Linked DNA regions of Mus musculus: region 2 is linked to region 1. Evidence: chromatin contacts called from public HiChIP or PLAC-seq data. All regions are on one chromosome and are shown on one strand. The core of a region is the stretch at or near the end of the contact, and the rest is flanking DNA. Distances in the headings are between cores, read along the strand shown.

What was found. HiChIP or PLAC-seq counts read pairs in DNA pulled down with a chosen protein or histone mark.
Region 2: an HNF4G HiChIP or PLAC-seq map of pancreatic cancer cells shows a contact between it and region 1. The contact joins the promoter of Serinc3 here to the enhancer-like site in region 1. A contact is called at or near these places in 6 of 39 promoter capture datasets (the C10 cell line, embryonic stem cells, liver and 2 more), 2 of 15 datasets of contacts at CTCF or cohesin (CD8 T cells and the NIH/3T3 cell line), 3 of 484 Hi-C or Micro-C datasets (CD8 T cells, cardiomyocytes and epidermal suprabasal cells), 7 of 115 datasets of contacts at active chromatin or transcription factors (the SCID.adh cell line, T-cell acute lymphoblastic leukemia, bone marrow-derived macrophages and 3 more) and 3 of 9 other capture datasets (adipose tissue, liver and pancreatic islet).

What each region holds. Positions count from the first base shown.
Region 1 is chr2:163,587,623-163,591,012 of GRCm38.p6, reverse strand. No RefSeq gene overlaps it. Among named protein-coding and RNA genes, the nearest start is that of Ttpal, 13 kb to the left of the region's middle. Within about 2 kb of position 1,487, at least 36 of the 459 cell types and tissues checked have an H3K27ac peak or open chromatin away from gene starts, as enhancers often do. A contact at or near this core is called in the NIH/3T3 cell line, bone marrow-derived macrophages and pancreatic cancer cells, where this site is marked.
Region 2 is chr2:163,643,210-163,646,785 of GRCm38.p6, reverse strand. Serinc3 (serine incorporator 3) reads left to right here and starts at 1,643. Exons shown (of 10, transcript NM_012032.4): 1 at 1,643-1,788. The coding sequence starts at 1,750. It overlaps 0610039K10Rik (RIKEN cDNA 0610039K10 gene), which reads right to left and starts at 1,936. Exons shown (of 1, transcript NR_028113.1): 1 at 986-1,936.

The DNA.
Region 1 (3,390 bases), core at 238-2,737:
TCTCAGAGGGTCTAAGGAACATTTTTCTGACAGGCTTGTTTAGGGGGAGACCCCCATCCCTGGAAATTGGGGACCTAGGGTCCAGGCCTGGTTCCTTCTCTAGGTCCCTGTGACATGACATTGTGAGTCACTGGTGTCCCAATCACAGAAAAATGTCTTCCTGATGCTAGGTTTTCCCTATCTCCCTTGCTTTCCCTCATCCGCTCTTCCCCAAAGCCTGGGAAGAAATGAGCAGGTGTAATGGTTAGCGCTCACAGGTGTTTCTTCAGCAAAGAAGAGACTGAGCATGCCAGACCCAACCAGATGGGTAGCACATTGTGGCCCATGGGGAGTGGTCCCAGAAATTATTCCCCCACCCAATATGTAAAGGAGATGTCAGGCCTCTCCCCAGGCAGGGGATGATGGGAATTTTCTGCCGATCTTCCCACTAACGACTTCAGTTCCTGTCAGGGCTGGGCCCACAGGCCATAAATCGCTTTACTCATTCGTTGCTCAGTATCTGGCAGCTCAGGGTTTGTCAGGAGCCTGTCGCCATCCTTATCTTGTTACACGCCTTGGCATTGCTTCGCCACTTTTTAAAAATGCAGTCTTGCAAGCAGGGTGCTTTGGTCATCTCTTACTTTGGAGTTGGCAGACTCCGCCCGTGGCAAGTGGAATGAGGGAGGGGCAAGAGGGCTCAAGCTTCCGGGGTGTGAACTCCGAGTCACTTCCCTCTGGGGTCTAGGGTGGCATCTGATGTGAAGCTGTGGGAGGACTGAGAAGTGGTCATTTAGAGCCAGCGCAAAACCAAAATGAGGCTCCTTTGCTGGGTGACCTCGGGCAAGAGTGCTTCTCCTCCTCCTCCTCTTCTTCCTCTTCCTCTTCTTCCTCCTTCTCTTCTTCACCATGGAGTGAGAAGGAATGGGGGTTGTTTGCTTACAATGACACGCAGGTACCCTTAACCCGTGAGTCTGTTGCATTAAGAGTTGGGACTTGGAGCCGGGCGTGGTGGCGCATATGCCTTTAATCTCAGCACTTGGGAGGCAGAGGCAGGCAAATTTCTGAGTTCGAGGCCAGCCTGGCTCTATAGAGTGAGTTCCAGGACAGCCAGGGCTACACAGAGAAACCCTGTCTCGAAAAACAAAAAACGAAACAAAACAAAACCCCCAAACCAAAACAAACAAAACCAAGACTTGGGACTTGGGGCTGGAGAGATGGCTCAGTGGTTAAGAGCACCAGCTGCTCTTCCAGAGGGCCCAGGATTAATTCCTAGCACCCATATGGCAGGCTGCAACCGTGTGTAACTTCAGTTCCAGGACATCTGACCCCCTCACACAGACATACATGCAGCCAAAATACCAATGTACATAAAATAAAAATAAACCGATTATTTGAAAAGCAGAGTTGGGATTGGATTTGACCTCTGGGGACAACCTGGTGACTCCTTTGCCATCTCCAGTCTCAAATCCCTCATCTCCCTCATTGTGTAAGAGCCCACTCTTGACTGCCTCGTGGCTTGGCTCTCTTATCTCAACTCCCATTGGCTCTCTTGAGTTCCTCACACCACTCTCCTCCCTAGACTCGGCCCCACTTCCTCAAGGTTTCTTTCACCAGCTCCAAGGACCCAGGCTGGCCACCAAGTCTTCAGCATACAGTCCTTCAGGGGACTCTTAAGATGCAAACTCACCAAGGAAATCCTTATGGTATGATTCATTTATTATGATTTGAGTATTCACATGGCACACAGTCCAAGCAGTTGAAGTGCCTCCTCCAGCCATACACCCTTGTCCCCAGCTTTTATGTCTTCCTCCCAATCTGTCCTTGTCTACTGGTTTCACGGGGTTTAATGGCCTCAGCTCACAGCAATGCTTGCTTGCTTGTTTGTCTTTATGGATCTGAGTGATTTTACCTGCGTGTATGTATATTTGTGAAGGATGTGTTCCATTGGGTTAGAGGAGATTGGGGTGCTGGAGTTATGGAAGGTTGTGAGCTGTTTGTGCTGGGAACGGAATCCAGGTCCTCTGGAAGAGCAACCAGTGCTCTCAACCTCCGAGCCAGATGGTTCTCGGCAGTCCCCACAGTGGGTTTTGGAGCTGTGGCAGAAAAGCCACCCAGGCAGAGAGAACAAGAAGGGTCTTGAAGCTATGGACCAACGTTGCTGAGGTAAGAGGGAGAGGGGGTCAGGTTAGTAGATGGCAGAGGGGGGCTGTTGTTTTTGCTCTTGTTTGAGACGGGGTCTCACTGTGTAGCCCTGGTTGGCCTGAGACTTGCTGTGTGGACCAGGCAGAACTGGAATTTGCAACGATTCTGCTGCACCTCCCTCCCTAGTGCGGAGATTCCTGTATGTGCACTACCTCACGGGGCTAGAAACCTGGATGCTGCTCTGTGAGGCCTGGCGAGGTGAAGTGGGGCTTAGTCATTTGTGTCTCATATGAACACTGCAGAATGTGGGTGCTGGGTTTAGGGAGGCCAGGAGAGAGGCAAGTGTGGGCTTCTGGTAGGGAGGACCAGGGTTGGAGAGGGAAGGTGGAGAGAAGAGGCGGGCTTTGGATATTTGGGCTGGTCTTGTGGGAGGAGAGACCCTCCCAGCCACAGGCTCTGCTAACTCCTTGTCCCTGTTGGCAGTATTGTCTGAGTGATTACTGGGTTAGAATGTACCACTACAATTTCACAGAGCAGGCCTGGAGAACTTACAGGCTAAAGCTCTGACTAGAGGGTCACCATTTACTCTAAGGCAGTGACCACAGTGGCCTGCTACCTGCTGGGAGACTAGTATTTCTCACAGATATGTCATGCACCTGTCAGTGCCCAGGAAATCACCTCGAAGGCAGCCTGCCATGTACAGTCTTTTTCTGAAGGGCAAAATCCAGAACCTTCAGAATCTCATATTTTCTTGGCCATAAAACCCTTTACCCATGAAAGCTGGTCATATAAAATATATATACAACAGGAATGTGACTCGGTTGGGAGAATGCTTGTCTAACACACACAAGGCCCTGGGTTTGATCCTCCGTACCACAGAAACACTGTCTGCAGCCTCTACACATTAGATACCTGGCACAGTTGGGCAGCAGAAAAATAACTCCAGGGCTGGGGATATAGCTCTGAGGTAGAACACTTGCCCAGGATGCAGGAGCCCTGGGTGCCACCCTCTACACTGCAAGGAATCAGGAAGGCAAAGGACAATGCTAGGGAATGGTGAGGGACCCAAGAGACAGCAACAGATGCCAGAATCTCAACACTACACACACACACACACACACACACACACACACACACACACACACATACACACACACACCAAGCAGCACAGAGCAGTGGTTGGTGGTGGCCCAGGCCAGTAGCAGGTGCAGAAGTGACATCAGAACAGAAGCAGAAGTCACAGAGAGATGATGTCATCTCAGTCAAAAA
Region 2 (3,576 bases), core at 394-2,893, 56 kb before region 1:
CTAGACAAGCACTCTACCAATTGAACTACAATCCTCAGCCCTTGAATAAACTTCTACTGAAAAAAAAATCCTCCTGTATATACCATCTCATATTACTTATTGAGTGAAATTGTTGGTTTCTGGGTGGAAGCCAGAAAAAAGAAAACTCATTTCCAGAGATAAGCTTAAAACTGAAAGCTTTATTTTCTAAGCATGCAGGGAGCCGGCCAGTTTGGGATCTGTACTTTTTTTTTTTTTTTTTTTTTTTTTTTTTTTTTTTTTGGTTTTTCGAGACAGGGTTTCTCAGTGTAGCCCTGGCTGTCCTGGAACTCACTCTGTAGACCAGGCTGGCCTCAAACTCAGAAATCCTCCTGCCCCTGCCTCCCAAGTGCTGGGATTAAAGGCGTGCACCACCACCGCCTGGCTGGGATCTGTACATTTTTAAGGGATGGGAACCCAAAGCAGGGGGTAGTGGGGAGCCTCAGTATTATCTAATTGTATTTTGATATTATGGGTACCTATTGGAGACTGGGCTGTATCCTGGGCACCTGGCTTCAAGGTCATTAATTCAGCTCTTGGAGTCAAGTCTTCTGGACTCTGGCCCGGAATTTTAGAATGATAAGGGAACAGAGGAGTGGGCGAGCTGCATGTAGTCAATTAGTGCATAACAGGCAATGGTTATAGGTTTTTATAACTTATGCATGTTGGCTCAGATAACAGTAGTTTCTATATTCTTTACTGGTTAACAGACAAGAAAACATTTGGACAAGTGGGGTAGGCATTCGGAGCAGGACCTTGTTTGGCCCGGCCTTCAAGGAGGGGAAGTTGTCCCTGAAATATCTGGACTCAGACAATTGTTTTCAACCGAGGTTGCTGAGCTGTTGGTAAAGTCCCCAGCTCCCCCAGGGCCTGAGACCTTGAATTTAGAAAACGAAAACGGTAGTACTTAGCATAAGTTTCTTTTGCTTGTTCCCAACAAAATGAGGACATGACTGCTCCAAGGTATGGCTGAGGAGAAAATTTTTATTATAGATATGAGAACGAGTACAGCCAGAGGCATCGGGAAGAGTCTAGGACAGGGAAAGTAGTGAGCTGAACCTGGCCAGCAGACTGACCCCCGCGGAGGGAGGGGGCAGGGGGAAAGGGGGGCAGGGGAAAAGAGGAAGGGGGAAAGGGGAAGGGGAGACAAGGCTGGAGAAGTTTCCGGTAGGGTGTGGGGTAAGAAGAGTGGCTTTTTTGTTCGTCTGAAACTCTATGTAGCACAGGATAGTTTTGAACTCCTGATCCTCCAGCCTCATCCTCTTTAGTTCTGGGATTACAGATGCTAACTGATTATTGAATGGCCCAACATAGCCTGTTTGCCTCTGAGTTTGCCAACATTCCATCTCTCAATAATCACAAAGTACTGCCCAGCCACGACTTAACAGTCTGTAGGATCTTTATTTAATTCGGATGTAGCTTCTTCCGAGGATAAGTGCAGTTCGTAGGGAACATGCTGTCTTTCTGCACCTTTATGTTGCCTCTGACCACCAGCGCCCCAAGCGAGCCCGGAGTTGTATGCCACGAACCCTCTACGTCCTCTGCCACCCCAGCAGTCTTAGGCTCCGCCTTCTCCCCCTCCGTGGGCGGGGCCACCCAATGACGTAAACTGGGCGTCCTGCGAAGGGCGGGCCCTGTTTCCGGCTTGAGGATCCGTCGCGTTTCTGAGGCGACGCCTCAGTCAGCAGTTAGGATCCGCTCGGAGCGGTCGGTCTCGGCCCCGGCGTCACCATGGGGGCCGTCCTCGGCGTCTTCTCCCTCGCCAGCTGGGTGAGTCCCGAGGCCTCGGCCGTCCGGGGCCTGAGGCGCGCAGGGGGTGGGTGTCGGGCCGCCCGAGGCGGACCCTCCACTCTCTGAGGCTAACAGAGAGGAGCGGGCAGGCCCAGGGTCCAGGCCCGGTAGCCGTCGTCCCGGAGTCGGGGTGCGGCGGCTCGGCTGGCTCTCGCTGTGGGCGGAGGGTCGCGGGAGGCCGGACCGCCATTGTTTACAATTTCGACGCCCCGCCCCCGCCAGCCTTCCGGACCCAGGGTTCCCGCGGCCAGGCGACGCCGAGGTTCCACGGCGCGGGTTCCTGAGTGGCTAGAGGATGGCGTCAGGGAATTTAGGGCCACTGTAGTCATTTTTCTTCATAGTTCGGCATATGCCAGCGCTACTGAGTGGGGTTGGGAGCGGGGCTTTTAAGTCAGCCCTGCTGCAGGTCGCGAGCAAAAGGCGTTTAATTAGAAGCCCCGCGGCCTAAATATTTTCGAATTAAACACCCTAGCATTCCTCTCCTCCAGAACTGTTGTGAGGATAAAGTAAAGAAATTAGTCCGATTCCCCTTGTCAATGGTAAAACGTTTTTAGAAGTTAATTTTAGGATCTCTTTAACCTAAGGAATAATCTAACAAATCTGCCTCAGAGGAACTTGGTAGCTTGAACCACAGTGCCTAATTGTTTTCTCCTTCCCGAGCTGATGTAATGAACCAAGGACTCAGGCTCTGCTCATGTCAATGGCATGTCTCAGGGCAGAAGTAATGTCGAAGATATCTTGTATATTTTTCTCCTCCTGGTTTAAAACCATAATTTGAAAATATCCTATCCAGGTGTTCATATCTAGAAACTCCTTGCATATATTGTTAATTCAGTTTTTACCCAGTAGGGGGTTAGGATACCAGAGTGGAATGAGAGAAGAGTACGAAATTAAAGGCTGTGGAGGGCCATGGCAGATCATTTGTTATTTGTTTTGAGACCCTGTCTCAAAACAGGGAGGTGCAAATTACAGTTTATGGGTAGGTTTTTAGAGGCTGTGGGTTTAGTCTCCAATTGCCACTATCCACCCCCATCTCCCATCCCACGCCAAAAAAGGGGGACAGAATATCAGGGAGCCAAATCATGCAGATACCCACTGTATGCCTTTATTTTTTAGGCAATCTCTTTGGTCATTCTGGGTGTTTAAGATTGCACCCAGGACCTTGTTTGTCCAAAGCTTATCTCTGAGAGCTCCTCCAGCTACACCTCCAGTCCAGTCTGGATTAAAGATTTCAAAGGACTTTTGTACGTGTTTAATTTTTGCCTTATTGAGATAGGTCACCAGATCTCCCTGAGTATCCCATGCTGGCCTTTCATTCACAGTTCTCCTTATTGGGATTGTAGGAAGGTGTTACTCCTGGCAAAGAAGTTTGGCCTTTACTTTTTTTGAAATATGGTTTTACGTTGTAGCCCAGGTTGGCCTTGAACTTTTAGCAATCCTCCTACCTCAGCCTAGTGCCGAAACTACAGATGTGAGTCCCCACTACTGGCATGTCTTAGTAAAATGCTTCACATTATTATTACTTGGGGCGGCGGGGTGGGGGTGGGGGCAGGATTTCACTCTGTTAGCTCAGCCTGTCTAGAACTGCAGATCCTTCTGCCTCAGCCTCCTGAGTGCTGCGGTTACAGAAGTATGCCACTTTCCTGGCTTTTTTTTTTTTTTTTTTTTTCCTGAAAAGAGTGTATCTGTGGAAGACTGAGTTTTGGTGATGAGTAACTCAGGTGATTAGGTCTTGCTGAAAGACCCCCCGAGACGGGTAGTCGATCA